Linked DNA regions of Macaca mulatta: region 2 is linked to region 1. The links are chromatin contacts, called in public Hi-C maps. All regions are on one chromosome and are shown on one strand. The core of a region is the stretch at or near the end of the contact, and the rest is flanking DNA. Distances in the headings are between cores, read along the strand shown.

Region 1 (6,962 bases), core at 3,307-5,806:
GATGCAACTAAAAGTATCTGGAGTAAAACTTTCCCACCTGGCAAATGAATGGGCACATTTATCCATGCATCGGCACGTTTGCATAACTGGGCTGCAATTGATGTAAGAGACAGGTGCTAAGAACAAAAATAACCAAACACGGTTTTCTAAGCGCCTCTTCTCCTTTTATATTGGGTAATTGCAATGGCTGACATGAAGGAAATGTAAGGAGAGGAAATGATTGGGAGGTGGTAGCATATATTAATTAAAATGTGTGTCCCTTGCCTATTTGAAAAAAAAAAAAAAAAGAATCACGGAGATTATTTTTTTACTTATTTTGGTTCCTTCCCCTTCTGAAGAGCTGGATCAAATCAGCTCCTTTGAGCCAATGAAAAAGGAAGGCTCTCTACTTAGAAGCCAAAGGGGGAAGCAGAGATGGATCTTAGGTCCTGTTGCCACAGCTGGTAAAAGAGGCCCAGCTAACAATTTCCAAAGAACTAGTGAGGAATTTGTACACGTTTTATGGCAGCACAGCCTCTTAAGAGCTTACCCCTAGGTATAGTTGATTTCACCCGTGGAGATGTCTGCAATGGTGTTGAAAGAGCATGTTTTATTTCGTTTCTGCCTGTGCTGTTGATAGCTCATAGATTTGCTTTTTTCTCTTCCTTGGGAGAGGCTATTGTTTATTTTTATTTTATTGATTTATTTTTGAGATGAAGTCTCGCTCTGTTGCCCAGGCTGGAGTGCACTGGCCCTATCTTGGCTCACTGCAACTTCCACCTCCCAGGTTCAAGTGATTCTCCTGTCTCAGCCTCCCAAGTAGCTGGGATTACAGGTATGCACCACCATGCCCAGCTAATTTTTATATTTTTACTAGAGACAGGGTTTTGCCATGTTGGCCAGGCTGGTCTCACACTCCTGACCTCAGGTGATCCACCTGCCTTGGCCTCCCAAAATTCTGGGATTACAGGCGTGAGCCACCGCACCGGGCTCTCTGCTTATTTTCTTGTGCGAAGGTCATTGATCTCTTTGAGCCTCAGTTCTAAGAATCTGCAGTAATAACACCAGTTTGTTAAGATGATGTGGGCTAGTTTACATGTATACCCATTAATGATTTAAGAGCTACACAGAAGAGATTAGTATTATTATTCTCGGAGTTATATAGACAAGTAATTAATCTGGTCGGAGAACTAAGAAAAGTCACCCTCTTCACTTAGCTTCCTGGGGGAGTGCAGATGGGGAAGGAGAGGAGAGAGGTGGGGATCCACAGATGGGGAGGAAAACGTTTGGTGTGGTCTGTATCTGAGCGATGACCAGCTGCATTCTGGAGTCCGTTACAGGTAACTTTGTCCTCACCACTCGCCTGAGGTTGTTCCTGTTCACTCCTGTCTTAACACATCAGAGAGCCAGCTGCGAGGGTTTGCTCTGCTTGCATGTTGGCTTTCTGTTTTGTTGGTGCTTTCCTTCCCCTTGAACACTTTGTCCAACAGGCCCACTTTGCATGCTGTAAGCAGCTTATGGTAAGCCAGCAATGAAAGAGCATACCGTCCTCAGGATGAAAACACGGACCCACCCAGCAACAGGATGACTGGGTGTTGTTTTTCCAAAACCAGTGCCTCATCCTTTTGTTACCCTTTTCACAATGCCTGGCCGAGTTTACCGAGAGTTTTCGGCTTTGCAGTGTCATCCATTCTGCTGCATTTTATCCAATGTCTTGTGGTCTTTTAAAATACCAGCCTTACTGAAATACAATTTGCATGCCTTGAAATTCACCCTTTAAGGTACAATTCAGTGATTTTTCAGTATATTCAAAAAGCTGTGCAAGTATCACCACAATTGATTTTGGAACATTTTCCTCATCCCCAAAAGAAACCTCGTACCCTTTACCAGTCCTTTCCCATTATCCCCTTTCACAAACCCTGGCACCCACTGAACTACCTTCTGTCTCTGTGGATTTGCCTATTCTGAACATTTTTATAGATGGAATAACATGTGGCCTTTTGTGACTGCCTTCTTCCACTTAGCATAATGTTGTTTTCAAGATTCCTCCATGTTGTGGCATGTTATCAGCATTTCATTCCTTTTTAGGGCTGGAAAATATTCCATTGTATGGATATACTCCTGGTTTGTCCATTCTTCAGTTGGTGAACATTTGGACTGTTTCCACTTTTTGGCTATTTTGAATAATGATGCTGTGAACTTTTGTGTACAGATTACTGTGTGGGCATATTTCTTCCTTCTCCTTTCCCTCTCCTCCCCTCTCCTCCCCTTCCCTCCCCTTCCCTCCCCTTCCCTCCCCTTCCCTCCCCTTCCCTTCCCTCCCCTTCCCTCCCCTTCCCTTCCCTTCCCTTTCTTTTGGAGTTTTTGCTTTTGTTGCCCAAGCTGGAGTTCCCTCCCCTCCCCTCCCCTCCCCTCCCCTCCTCTTCCCTTCCCTTCCCTTCCAGAGTTTTTGCTTTTGTTGCCCAAGCTGGAGTGCAGTGGCGCTATCTCAGCTCACTGCAACCTCCGCCTCCGGGGTTCAAAACATTCTCCTGCCTCAGCCACCCCATACAGGCATGTGTCACCACGCCCAGCTAATTTTGTATTTTTAGTAGAGATGGGGTTTCTCCTTATTGGTCAGGCTGGTCTGGAACCCCCAACCTCAGGTGATCCGCCCGCCTCAGCCACCCAAAGTGCTGGGATCACAGGCGTGAGCCACGGCGCCCGACTGTTTTCATTTCTTTTAAGTGTATACCTAGGAGAAGAATTGCTGGGTCATATGGTCATTCTACATAGAACTTTCTGAGGAATTGCCAAATTGTTTTCCAAAGTGGCTGTGCCTTTTTACATGCCCATCAGCAATATATTGTGAACCCTGAAAATTTGAGACGGGTCTCAATTAATTTAGAAAGTTTATTTGCCAAGGTTGAGGGCACACCCATGACAGGCCTCAGGAAGTCCTGAGGACATGTACCCAAGGTGATCAAGGGACAGCCTGGTTTTATACACGTTAGGGAGACATGAGACATCAATCAATATATGTAAGAAGTACATTGGTTTGGTCTGGAGAGGCAGGACAACTTCAAACGAAGGCAGGAAAACTACTGCAAAGGCAGGAGGCGGGAGGGAGCGCTCAGGGTACAGATAGGTGATACACAAACGGTTACATTCTTTGAGTTTCTGATTAGCCTTTCCAAAGGAGGCAAATCTGTCTCGGTGATATGCATCTGTCTCAGTGAGCAGAGGGGTGACTTTGAATGGAATGGGAGGCAGGTTGGCCCTACCCAGCTTCCAGCTTTAGTTTTCCTTACTGATTTTGGGGGCCCAAGATTTTCCTTTCACATCCTTACATCACATTCTATTTTGTGAGTTATTTCTGCATGGGTATTACTATTCCTCTTGGGTTTCGCTCCTTGAGGACACAGACTGCCCTAAGACTGTGATAATAGTAATCATAGAACCATGCACATGGCAAGTTCTGAATAAATCTCAGCTGTTGGTTGGATATACTTTTTGTTATAATTACTAACACTTCCTAACTAGAGAGTAAGCCTACTCTAAGAAAAAATACAACTCTAATTTCACGACCTCCAAAGAACCCAGTGCATAAACAGAGCTACCATTTATTAAGCAATTACCGAATTCTTAGTAATATGTCATTTATTTAGATGAGGAAACTGAGATTCAATTTATTTGTCCAAGTAGTTAAAAGCAAAGCTGAAATTCAGACCCAAGTTCTCACTGTATCATACTGTCCAAAAAAAAAGAATTCTATTTTTCAGGAAGAGACATGTCTGCTCACTTGAGGTCCTCTATTTTTCCGCTGTTCCCCAAAGGAAAGGGGTGATCTCTTAATTCTTTCGTTATGTCCTATTGTACATAACATATAGTGGTAATTCAGAAAAATTACTTCTAATTACATAAATTTTGGACAATGGTATAGTGACTAGTACGCTGAAATAGAAAAGTAAGGCATTGTTATCATCGTTCTAGTTCGGTCTTTATTGCGACTATATCTGACAATATACGGTAAGCATCTAACCACTTGCCAGTGGCCACAGAGCCACAGCGAGACTAGGTCTCGCTTAAATTCCCAAAAGTGGGTCCCTGTGCTTCAAAACGTCACCACATGGGAACCACAGAAACGTTGCCTCCCCAGTTATTACCCCAAGGGCCCAAGAGCCGAGGACTCTACCCGGCGCCCTTCAGCGGACACCAGCTGTCAGAAAAGCGGAACTGGCAACGAGGACTTTGCCCCTAACCAACATGGCCGCCCTGAGGCTTCGGGCTTCGGGCGGCAGAAGGAGGGTCACGTGAAGAGAATTCCGTTTCTTTATTGGCCCCGTCTCCTGGAAGGGCGGGGTACAATAGCCCAACCGGCGCCGGCCTTAAAGGGGCCACCGTTGGCTCCGCCGGTGGGCGGCCGTAGGGGCTGGGCGGGCGGGCTGGCGCCGCACCGGGTTTCTGCCCCTCCCGCGCGGAACGGTGACGGGCGGGGCCGGCGCTGGGAGGTCGTGTCGCTGGGAGCCTGGTGACAGCCCGCCGCCTGCCGCCGCGCGATCCCGAGGGGGTTAACCGCAGAGCTGCCGGCCGGGCGCAGACGGGAACGCGTGAGGCGCCGGCGCGCGAGCCCGGCGCAGCCCGCTGGGGCGCATAGGGTCGCGCGGGCGCGGGGATGGAGGACGGCGTGGCCGGGCCCCGGCTCGGGACGGCGGCGGAGGCGGCCGAGGCGGGAGCGCGGCCCGGGGTGACGCTGCGGCCCTTCGCGCCCCTCTCGGGGCCGGCCGAGGCGGACGAGGGCGGCGGCGACTGGAGCTTCATTGACTGCGAGATGGAGGAGGTGGACCTGCAGGACCTGCCCAGCGCCACCATCGCCTGCCACCTGGACCCGCGCGTGTTCGTGGACGGCCTGTGCCGGGTGAGTGCCGCGCCGGGCGGGCCGTCGGGGCGGAGGGCGGACACTTGTTGCCCGAGGAGGCGGCGCGAGTCGCAGCGCCCAGTCCCGGCCGCGAGCGGGGCGGGGAGGCAGCGACGCCCCCGGGGCCCCGGGCCGCGGACCCCTCAGGGCTGGGGCGTGGGGGCGGCGCCCGGAGGGTCTCGGTCCCCGAGCACCCCCGGGGCGCGCGCAGCTCACCGCGGGGTCCCACAGGCTCGCCCCGGCCCCGGTGTGCGCCCAGGCTGGTGCGACCAGCGGGGTGAATTCGTTCCCCAAGGTGGGGCAGCGCCGCCGCCCCCCGCGCTCTCGCCATGGCCCCGCGTTTACGCGCTGGAGGAGGGGGTCACCTCATTCCTAGGGAGGAGGAAACAGACGTTGAGCGGCGACGTGACTCAGTGTTCATAAATAGGACGATGTCCCTGCATTCCCAATCTGCACTATTGGAAGAAAAGCCAATGTTTGGGTGAGGATCCGTGGTTGCTCATTAGCCAGCGGCTAGCCAGTTTCGGTGGAATGGCGTTGGGGGAAAGGGGACCATCTTTCAGACCTTTAGGATATTTAGTCAAGAACCTTGCCCCCTTGTGTGAAGGTGTGGCTTGCTGCCATCGGGGACACCCAGTACATGGGGAGTTGACTCCCTCCCCCGCCTCTCCCCCGCAAAATCCACACAATTTATACACGTTGGAGGGTTAGGGGCAGGTATGAATAATCAATAATGGTGGTGGGAAGGAGGAATTTATTTCAAATCTGCAGTTATTGTGCAGAGCAAAATTTGGACAGCGTGGGCGTCGCAGAATGAAACCGGTCTTTGAGAGATGCCCCATTAGGAGAGCAGCTGTCAAAAAAAGCAGTGCTTTCAGCGCTTGGCTGCGGGTCCACAAATGCTGTCAATGAACTATAGTTGAAGGCTGCTGCCAATACACCACCACTGTGAAACACAGAATGGTGTGCATAAGTGTCATTTATTTATAACTTATATGTTCACTTACTTTCTGAAAGGAATTACAATGGCCGTGTGCTTAGGTAAGCTTCCAGGCATGCTTTCTAGAGCAACAATTGTCAGGAACTCAGGGTCTTACTGATTGATCTTACTCTAAAACCTTTTCCCCTCCGTATAAACTAAGCAGTAGCCAGCATTTCAGTGCTTTTCCTCAGGCGTTCTAGGCTGTCTTTCTGCTAGAACAAGGTCAAGTAACGTAAGACGGCACTTACTTGCAGTGTTGGAGAGAATTCTTTCCAGCGTTGGAGACAATCCTGAAATTGCGTTACATGAAAGTTTGCCCACTTCACTAGCTATTCATTTTAACAAATACTTACTGAGACTTTGCTGCAGGATAGGTACTGTCCTAGGCTCTGAGGCTATATCAGTAAATAAAATAACATTTCAGCCTCCAGGGCGACCTTTTTTTGGAAGATAAACAAGCAATAAAGAAATATCAAATATATCAGAAAGTAATGATGCTATAGGGAAAAGTAAGACTTGGAAAGCAGGAGGAGGGAGTGGAGGTCTGGGAGAGGAGGGGAAATGGCTATTTTCCATAAGATGATCAGGGAAGGTCTTACTGACACGGTGATATTTTGAGCAGAGACGATGTAGCTTCATTCAGGCTTTGCTGTTGATTGAGTGCTTACTGTGTTCCAGCCACTGGTTTAGGCCCAGATGATAGAGCGGGGAACATTTCAAGCTCCCTGCTTTCATGGAGCTTAGGATCCAGTAGTTGAGGGGGAGATAGACAATAGAAAAAAGGCAAGTGAACAAGATCATTTCGGATAGTGATAAATGCAATGAAGAGACGGAAACAGGTGGATAGAGAGCAAGGGGAGGGGACTTGGTCAGAGTGGTCAGGTCCTAATGCTGTGGGGGTTCATGGGTTTTTTTTTTTTGAAGAGCTGGTGAATTGGGGCAGGCCTTAAGGAACCAACAAGGGATGTCCAGGCCTGCAGCCATGAGCAACAGCTGGATGCTGGAGTTGGGGGAGGAAGTCACATGGCCAGAAACCCAGGTGAGGAGCCACCTGCCAGGAGCCGTAGACTTGAAGGTGTGGAGTTGGGATGCTAAGGCAGGGAA
Region 2 (6,962 bases), core at 1,917-4,416, 690 kb after region 1:
CCACTGCACTCCAGCGGGGGAGACAGAATGAGACTCCGTCTCAAAAAATAAATAAATCAATAAATGAAAATAAAAATAAAATAAAACTCCCCTGCCGATCATTAGTGGGAATCATGCCTGTGAAGAGCCACTGTATTCCAGAGCAACATAGCTGACACCATCTCTCAAAGAAAAAAAAAAAAAGAAGGCTGAGCGCGGTGGCTCATGCCTGTAATCCCAGCACTTCGGGAGGCCAAGGCGGGTGGATCACCTGAGGTCAGGAGTTCGAGACCAACCTGGCCAATATGGTGAAACCCCGTCTGTACTAAAAATACAAAAAAATTAGCCGGGTGTGGTGGCACACGCCTGTAATCCCAGCTACTTGGGAGGCTGAGGCAGGAGAATTGCTTGAACCCAGGAGGCAGAGTTTGCAGTGAGCTGAGATCACACCATTGCACTCCAGCCTGGGCAACAAGAGCGAAAGTCCATCTCAAAAAAAAAAAAAAAGAAAGAAAGAAAGAAAAGAAATTTATGTCTAAATATGCTTAGGAGATTCGGTATTGTTTAAAATGGCAAAAAAAAAAAAAAAAAAAAGGAAACCATTTGAATTATGTTCAAAAATCATAGAATAATCAAGTTGCAGAATATTCACTGGATGGACTACCTGCAGCCATTAAAATGATACTTAGAAACTTTTATAATTTGGAAATAGGCTTATATTATAAGCATGAATGCATAACTCATATGTAATTTTGCATCCTTTTCTTTCTTGCATTAAAGAAAAAGGCAAAATACCAAGTTGTATAAAGATTGTTAATCTGTATGTATAACAAAAGCAAACAAAATAAAGAACTAACATAACCAGGTGTGGTGGCATGCACTTGTAATCCCAGCTACTTGAGAAGCTGAGGTGGGAAGACTGCTTGAGCCCAGGAGTTAGAGACAAGCCTGGGCAACATAGTGAGACCCTCATCTCTAAAAAAAAAAAAAAATTTTATTAGCCAGGCTTGGTAGCATGTGTCTGTAGGCCCAACTACTGGGGAGGCTAATGTGGAAGGATTGCTTGAGCCTAGGAGGTCAAGGTTGCAGTGAGTCGTGATCACACAACTGCACTCCAGCCTCGGTGACAGAGCAAGGCATTGTCTCAAAAAAAAAAAAAAGACCAAATTAATGAGTACTACTCTGTCAGGCAATTGTTCTAAGCACTTTACATATATACTTTTTTATTTCTCCTAATGACCTATAGGCAGATACTATTATAATACCCAGTTTATAGATAAGAAAACTGAAGCACAGAGAAGTTATATAACTGGGCCAAGGAACTGATTGGGATTCAGGCCAGGGTAGTTCAGGCCACAGCCTAAACAAATGTTGAGAAACAAGACACCAAAATACTTACAACAATTGCCTCTGAGTGGAAGAAAAGAGGACAATTACATCTTTATCTTTCTCTACATTTTAAAAAGTTTTTAGGGAGTTGGGTGTGGTGGCTCACACCTCTAATCCCAGCACTTTGGGAAGCCAAGGCAGGCGGATCACTTGAGGTCAGGAGTTCGAGACCAGCCTGGCCAACATGGCAAAACCCCATCTCTACTAAAAAGAGAAAAATTAGCCAGATGTGGTTGTGTACACCTGCAGTCCCAGCTACTCGGGAGGCTGAGGCAGGAGAACCACTTGAACCCAGGAGGCAGAGGTTGTAGTGAGTTGAGATCATGCCACTGCACTACAGCCTGGGTGACAAAGTGAGACCCTGTCTCAAAAAAAAAAAAAAAAAAAAAAATTGTAATAATGAGAAAACTACTCTCTAAAAGTGAAAAATAATGAATTAACGTGTTTCTATAATACATCTGAGCAGAGTACTTTTCTTTTAAGTTGATTACAGAACCCCCACTATTATAAACAGGAATACTGACCCTTGCTCTGCCAGCCAGTCTCTTCTCCAACAGACGAGAAAATTCGACTGAGTTCTATTTAGAGAGAATGGGTTGAAGATAGGTTGTTTTTATGGATGAAGAGAAACTATATCCAAGGCTAGTATCCAGTTCTCAGTTTCAATATCAAATTTGTTCAAACCCACGTTCTCCTACTTTAGGCCTGATGCTCGGCTAGCCACTCTGCCCTAGCCATAATCAAGAATCTAGGTATCAGAATCCCACCTGCCCTCACACACCAACAGCTCAGTTCTATACTCAGGTGAGATGGGTGAGAGGGGAGGGGAATGGAGGGCCACAGAGATTCTTTGCTTTTGCTTGGCCAAACTTCAGTGAGGCTTCTGAACCTTCTCTGAGGCCTATCTATACACCTCCTTGTAAAATCCAGTTTTAGCCAAACTGCTAAGTCAGTTTAGCCAGAAGCCCCAATCTTCGATAACCGATCATCTTTGATATTTGATCAGGGTCCCCATCCTTCACCATCCCCCAGGTGATGTCTGATCACCCTGACCTGTCTTCTACAAGATTCCTCTAGGTCATTTTAGCCAGAATCCCCCTTACCCCAGTTTCCTCTTAGTAATTTTCTATCCACTGACCCCCACACTGCTCCTTGGCCATAAATTCCCATTTGTCCGTGCTGCTTTCGGAGCTGAGCCCAATCTCTCCGCCCACTCCCAGACCCGGTTGCACTGGTCCTATACCCATCGCTATGGTCCTGAATAAAGTCTTCCTTACCATGCTTTAACAAGCATCATTGAATAATTTTTTATTTAACAATGGGTAGTCATGGCCCAGGTAAGAGGGACGTGGTGTCCGCTCCTGGAGCTGCAAGGCTCCTGGGGGCTTTTTGTTTTGGTTTGGTTTTGTCTTTGTGTGCAACGTGAAAAAAAGCCATTGATTCAGGCTTTAGCATGCTGGGAAGGAAGAGTCAAGAATCCAGTGACACTGGTAATAACTGTGAAATGGAACAAATACCACTATATTTATCTAAATGTAAATTTTAAAACTGGGAACAGCAAATCCATTCTACAGTGAGGGCCGCTTGGCCAGTAACAATGATTTCATTTTCACGTGCAGTTAAAGCCCTCTGGCTCCACCGCAAGGGTCCAGCCCTTACCACTGCTAAGAACTACAACTCCCAGCCGGAGGGAGGTCTTTGCGCCTGCGGCCTGACGCCCTACGCCTACACTTCCCAGAGAACCTAGCGGTTACGCTAACGTGCGCGTGCGCTCTTGCGCGCCTCTCTCTTCCCACTCGGGTTTGACCTACAGCCGCCCGGGAGAAGATGGCCGCCCCAGGAGTGTCCGGTCTCTCCCGGCAGGTGAGAGAAACATGATCCTGAGAGCCAGTGGTAGGATCCCTGCTGGGGTGACCGGTACCAAACCCCGAGCACCAGGGTGCGATGCTTCGGTTGGGGAAGTCTGGCAGTCTTCCAAGGTTATGGGACCCGGCGAGTGGGAGCGACTCAGGACGACCCAGCGTTTGTCCCCCGGGATGCCTACGGGGCGGAAGGCGCGGGGCTGTGCGTGCCGTGACCTTGGCATCCTCCGAGCACAGCCCCAAGAAGCTGCTAGCCTGAGGGGCGCAGGAGAGGGGGTCTGCCGTTTGCTGAATTCCGGGGAAGGGGCATGGCCTAGCCTCCAAATCAGCTTCCTTTGCCATTGTGGTAAAACCTGTCAGAGATCACTTACTAGTAATGCTAAGGAATATTTGTAAAACACATTTCACAGTTTTATAAATGAAATGAGGCCGAAAAGTTTAAATGAGTCTTTGACTGCTCAGCCAGTAAGTGGTAGAATTGAGATTTGAACCCACAGAATCACCCAGAAGATGGAGTTTGAAAAAATTGTATGCTCTTTGTACTGAATATCACCATGGTGCTTTACATATCATGACCCCTTCCTGGCATCTTAGGTAATTTTTACATAAGCATTACAAAGTCTTAATCCTCACAAGCAGGTTGGATAAAACACATTCCATAGCTGGAAGTATTTGAAGGTGACCTGTGATCTGTGACCTGTGCGCTTGCAGGTGATTTTTAAACTGTAAGACTGTCTCGCAGAGGTAGGGCCTCTTGTCAGATCAAACTCTGCGGCAGTACTCAAAAAATTCATCTTTATTTTCAGATAGCATTTGGATTCCGAGAAGGGTACATCTGTTGCAAATGATCTGCTCAAGGGTGTGGTAATAGGAACGCCAGAATTTTGGTTAAATATTTTTGAAACGTGCACTCCTTGGAAGTTAGTGTTTTCTCTGTCATACGGGTGTGCTAGCCTCGGTCCATTCCTAGCGAGCTAGGAGGTTAGTGAGAAGGTGATATCCCAAGCAACTTGGGATAATCCTCGTTGGGTAAGTTTACTCCTTAGTAATAATAAGTAGCTCATCCTCATGTAACATGTGAAGATACAAAGAGACAAAACTAATGCTTTCAAGGTCATTAAAAATTTGTTGTTGATGTTGTTACTGAGTTACGTGCAGAAATCCTTCGAGTAATCTTGTTTGATCTATTTTCCTTTATTGCTTCAAGGTGCGATGTTTCAGTACCTCTGTGGTCAGACCGTTTGCCAAGCTTGTGAGGGTATGTTAATTTATATTCTTCTGTAATGATAAGCACGTGAAAGTGTTAGTCAAACAGCAGTACAGTTAGGACGTGGATTTTTGTGTAGTTACTATCTAAACCTTTCTGCACGACTTGTGGTTCCCAAAATGTGATGTGTGCGTAGGGTGTGGAAAGGAATGGTGTTGAATACTTGCTTTGTGACAGGCCCATGCATAATCTTTAAATATGAAAACTTTTTTTTCGATCATTTGTTTTTCCATTAACCCTCTAAAATAGGGAAGCTAACATTTACTTATTTTTTAATGAAAGAAACAGGTTTAACAAAATGACATGCCCAAGTTATCACAGGAAATTATTACAGGAGTTGATATTAAAATCAAGGTACCTTGGTTTCTAATGCAATTCTGTTGCAATTCTCTATGTTCCATTCTGGTTAGGAATATTCATACTCTTCACACTCTTTCTCTCTACTAGGAGAGAAAGAAGGCTCACTATTTCAGAGAGTTGCCCGTCCCTTTCTTTTCAAACCGGAAGTAGTCCAGTTGACCCCGGATAAAGAGGACTATCAGTGACACATAATAAATGAAGTTCCCCAGAAGGCCCCCAGAAATGATACATGACTAACAGCTGGTAACAACCCTGTTGGAACATGAAGTCTGACTCCATTTCTGTAGGTTATTTTGAAATTCTTTATTTGATTAAAGAAAGTTCCTTTGTGATCGAGAATTGAATCAACTGTCAGGAAGCAGGAACTTTTCTAAGATGTGCTGGGTCAACTATCCTACCCACACTTTTCCCCACCAAATCAACAGTGAGCCAGTCCTCCCCTTGGAAAAATTTCGTAAAGGAAAGATCATAATACCAGCCTATGTCCTTAATGAACCCACATCAGGTGGGATTTAGGAAAATAATTATCATGTCCTGTCCTCATTACCAGCCCCAAATCTCAAGTCAAATGATCAAAATCATTTTGTCCTTCATGTGAGAGCTTAAAAACCTCATAACAGTGTTCAGGAGTAACTGGTCTTCCCGTTTTACAAAAGGGGAAGCTGAAGCCCTGGGAAAATGTACCTGAGGTTACTCAGCTTAGTCCTAGAGCTGGACTGGAACTAAATCTTTCTCATCCAGGCTTGAGCTTTCCCACTACAGCCATACAGCACCACTAAGAACGTGTAGTTACACACTGATGGTAGAAGAAAAGTCTGTAGTTTACTGTGAAAAATAATTCAAGCATTAGGTTTTTTGTGAACTGCCAAAGGGCTCTGTTAAATTGAACATCGATAGGGAGGCTATGTAAGGGAAAATGTATAGTGTCAGTATGAAATGTATAAAAGTATATTTGTGTGTTTCATAAACACCTGTTTTCCTAGCTCTAACATACTCGAAACTGTCTATCAGTGTTCACAACGTCCCATACTTGAAACTAAATAGTTACTGAGTTTAAAGGAAACATAAGCTCATCTCAAAATTAAAGTACAAGTAATTGATAAAGGTAGGTAAACCTGGAAGGGACTTTAGACCCTGCTTACTAAGCCCCTCATTTTACAGATGAGGAATTGGAGGCTTAAAGATTTGAGTGACCTGACCAAGGAAACATCCCTAATTTACTTGCAAATTGCCATTTAGGGCAGCTCTTGGGTGACACATTTAAACTGTTTTGTGTTAAAACGATATATTTTTTAAAATATAAATTTTAAATTCTGCTCTTGACAGTATACTATTAACTGATTTTCCTTTTTGCTTCCTCTCCTATTTCACCTTTTCTTTAAAGCCTCCTGTTCAGGTATACGGTATTGAAGGTCGCTATGCCACGGCTCTTTATTCTGCTGCATCAAAACAGAATAAGTTGGAGCAAGTAGAAAAGGAGTTGTTGAGAGTAGCAGTAAGTAGCTTTCCTATTCATTATATATTAAGTTCCTGTTTGTATATTTTTTCCTTTGGTTGGTTGACTGCATTCCTAATGAGGTGTATCCTCCAAGAAAAAGAACTGGGAAAAAGCCATTTTCTGTAAACACGTTTTTAGTGATAATGTTGGGTTTTTGTTATTATAAAACATATAAAAAGAACAAACAGATACATATAAGGATATTAATATTAGGAACCAAGATTTGGGGCTAAGAAAAGATAGAAATGTAAAATTAAAATAGATGATAATTTAGGAAAATTGCTATTTCAGTGGAGAATTTAAAAGCTACCTTTAAAAATCTATACTTATAACTGGGCACGGTGCTCACACCTATAATCCCAGTACTTTGGGAGGCCGAGGCAGGTGGATCAGGAGTTCATGAGTTTGAGACCAGCCTGGCCAACATAGTGAAACCCCATCTCTACTAAAAACTACAAAAAATTGGCGGGGCATGGTGGTGAACACCTGTAATCCCAGCTACTCTGGAGGCTGAGGCGGGAGAATTGCTTGAACCTGGGAGGCCGAGGCTGCAGTGAGCTGAGATCGCACCATTGCACTCCAGCCCGGGTGATGGTGCAAGACTATC

What was found. Hi-C and Micro-C count contacts between places; a contact is called where the count stands out from the background.
Region 2: a contact with region 1 is called in a Hi-C map of liver, with 2.9 times the contacts expected there. The contact joins the promoter of ATP5PO here to the promoter of RCAN1 in region 1. A contact is called at or near these places in 6 of 14 Hi-C or Micro-C datasets (CD4 T cells, blood, cortical neurons and 3 more).

What each region holds. Positions count from the first base shown.
Region 1 is chr3:12,782,653-12,789,614 of T2T-MMU8v2.0, forward strand. RCAN1 (regulator of calcineurin 1) reads left to right here and starts at 4,557. Exons shown (of 4, transcript XM_001088613.5): 1 at 4,557-4,876. The coding sequence starts at 4,634.
Region 2 is chr3:13,472,503-13,479,464 of T2T-MMU8v2.0, forward strand. It overlaps ATP5PO (ATP synthase peripheral stalk subunit OSCP), which reads left to right and starts at 3,167. Exons shown (of 7, transcript NM_001195583.1): 1 at 3,167-3,231; 2 at 4,438-4,488; 3 at 6,242-6,352. The coding sequence starts at 3,196.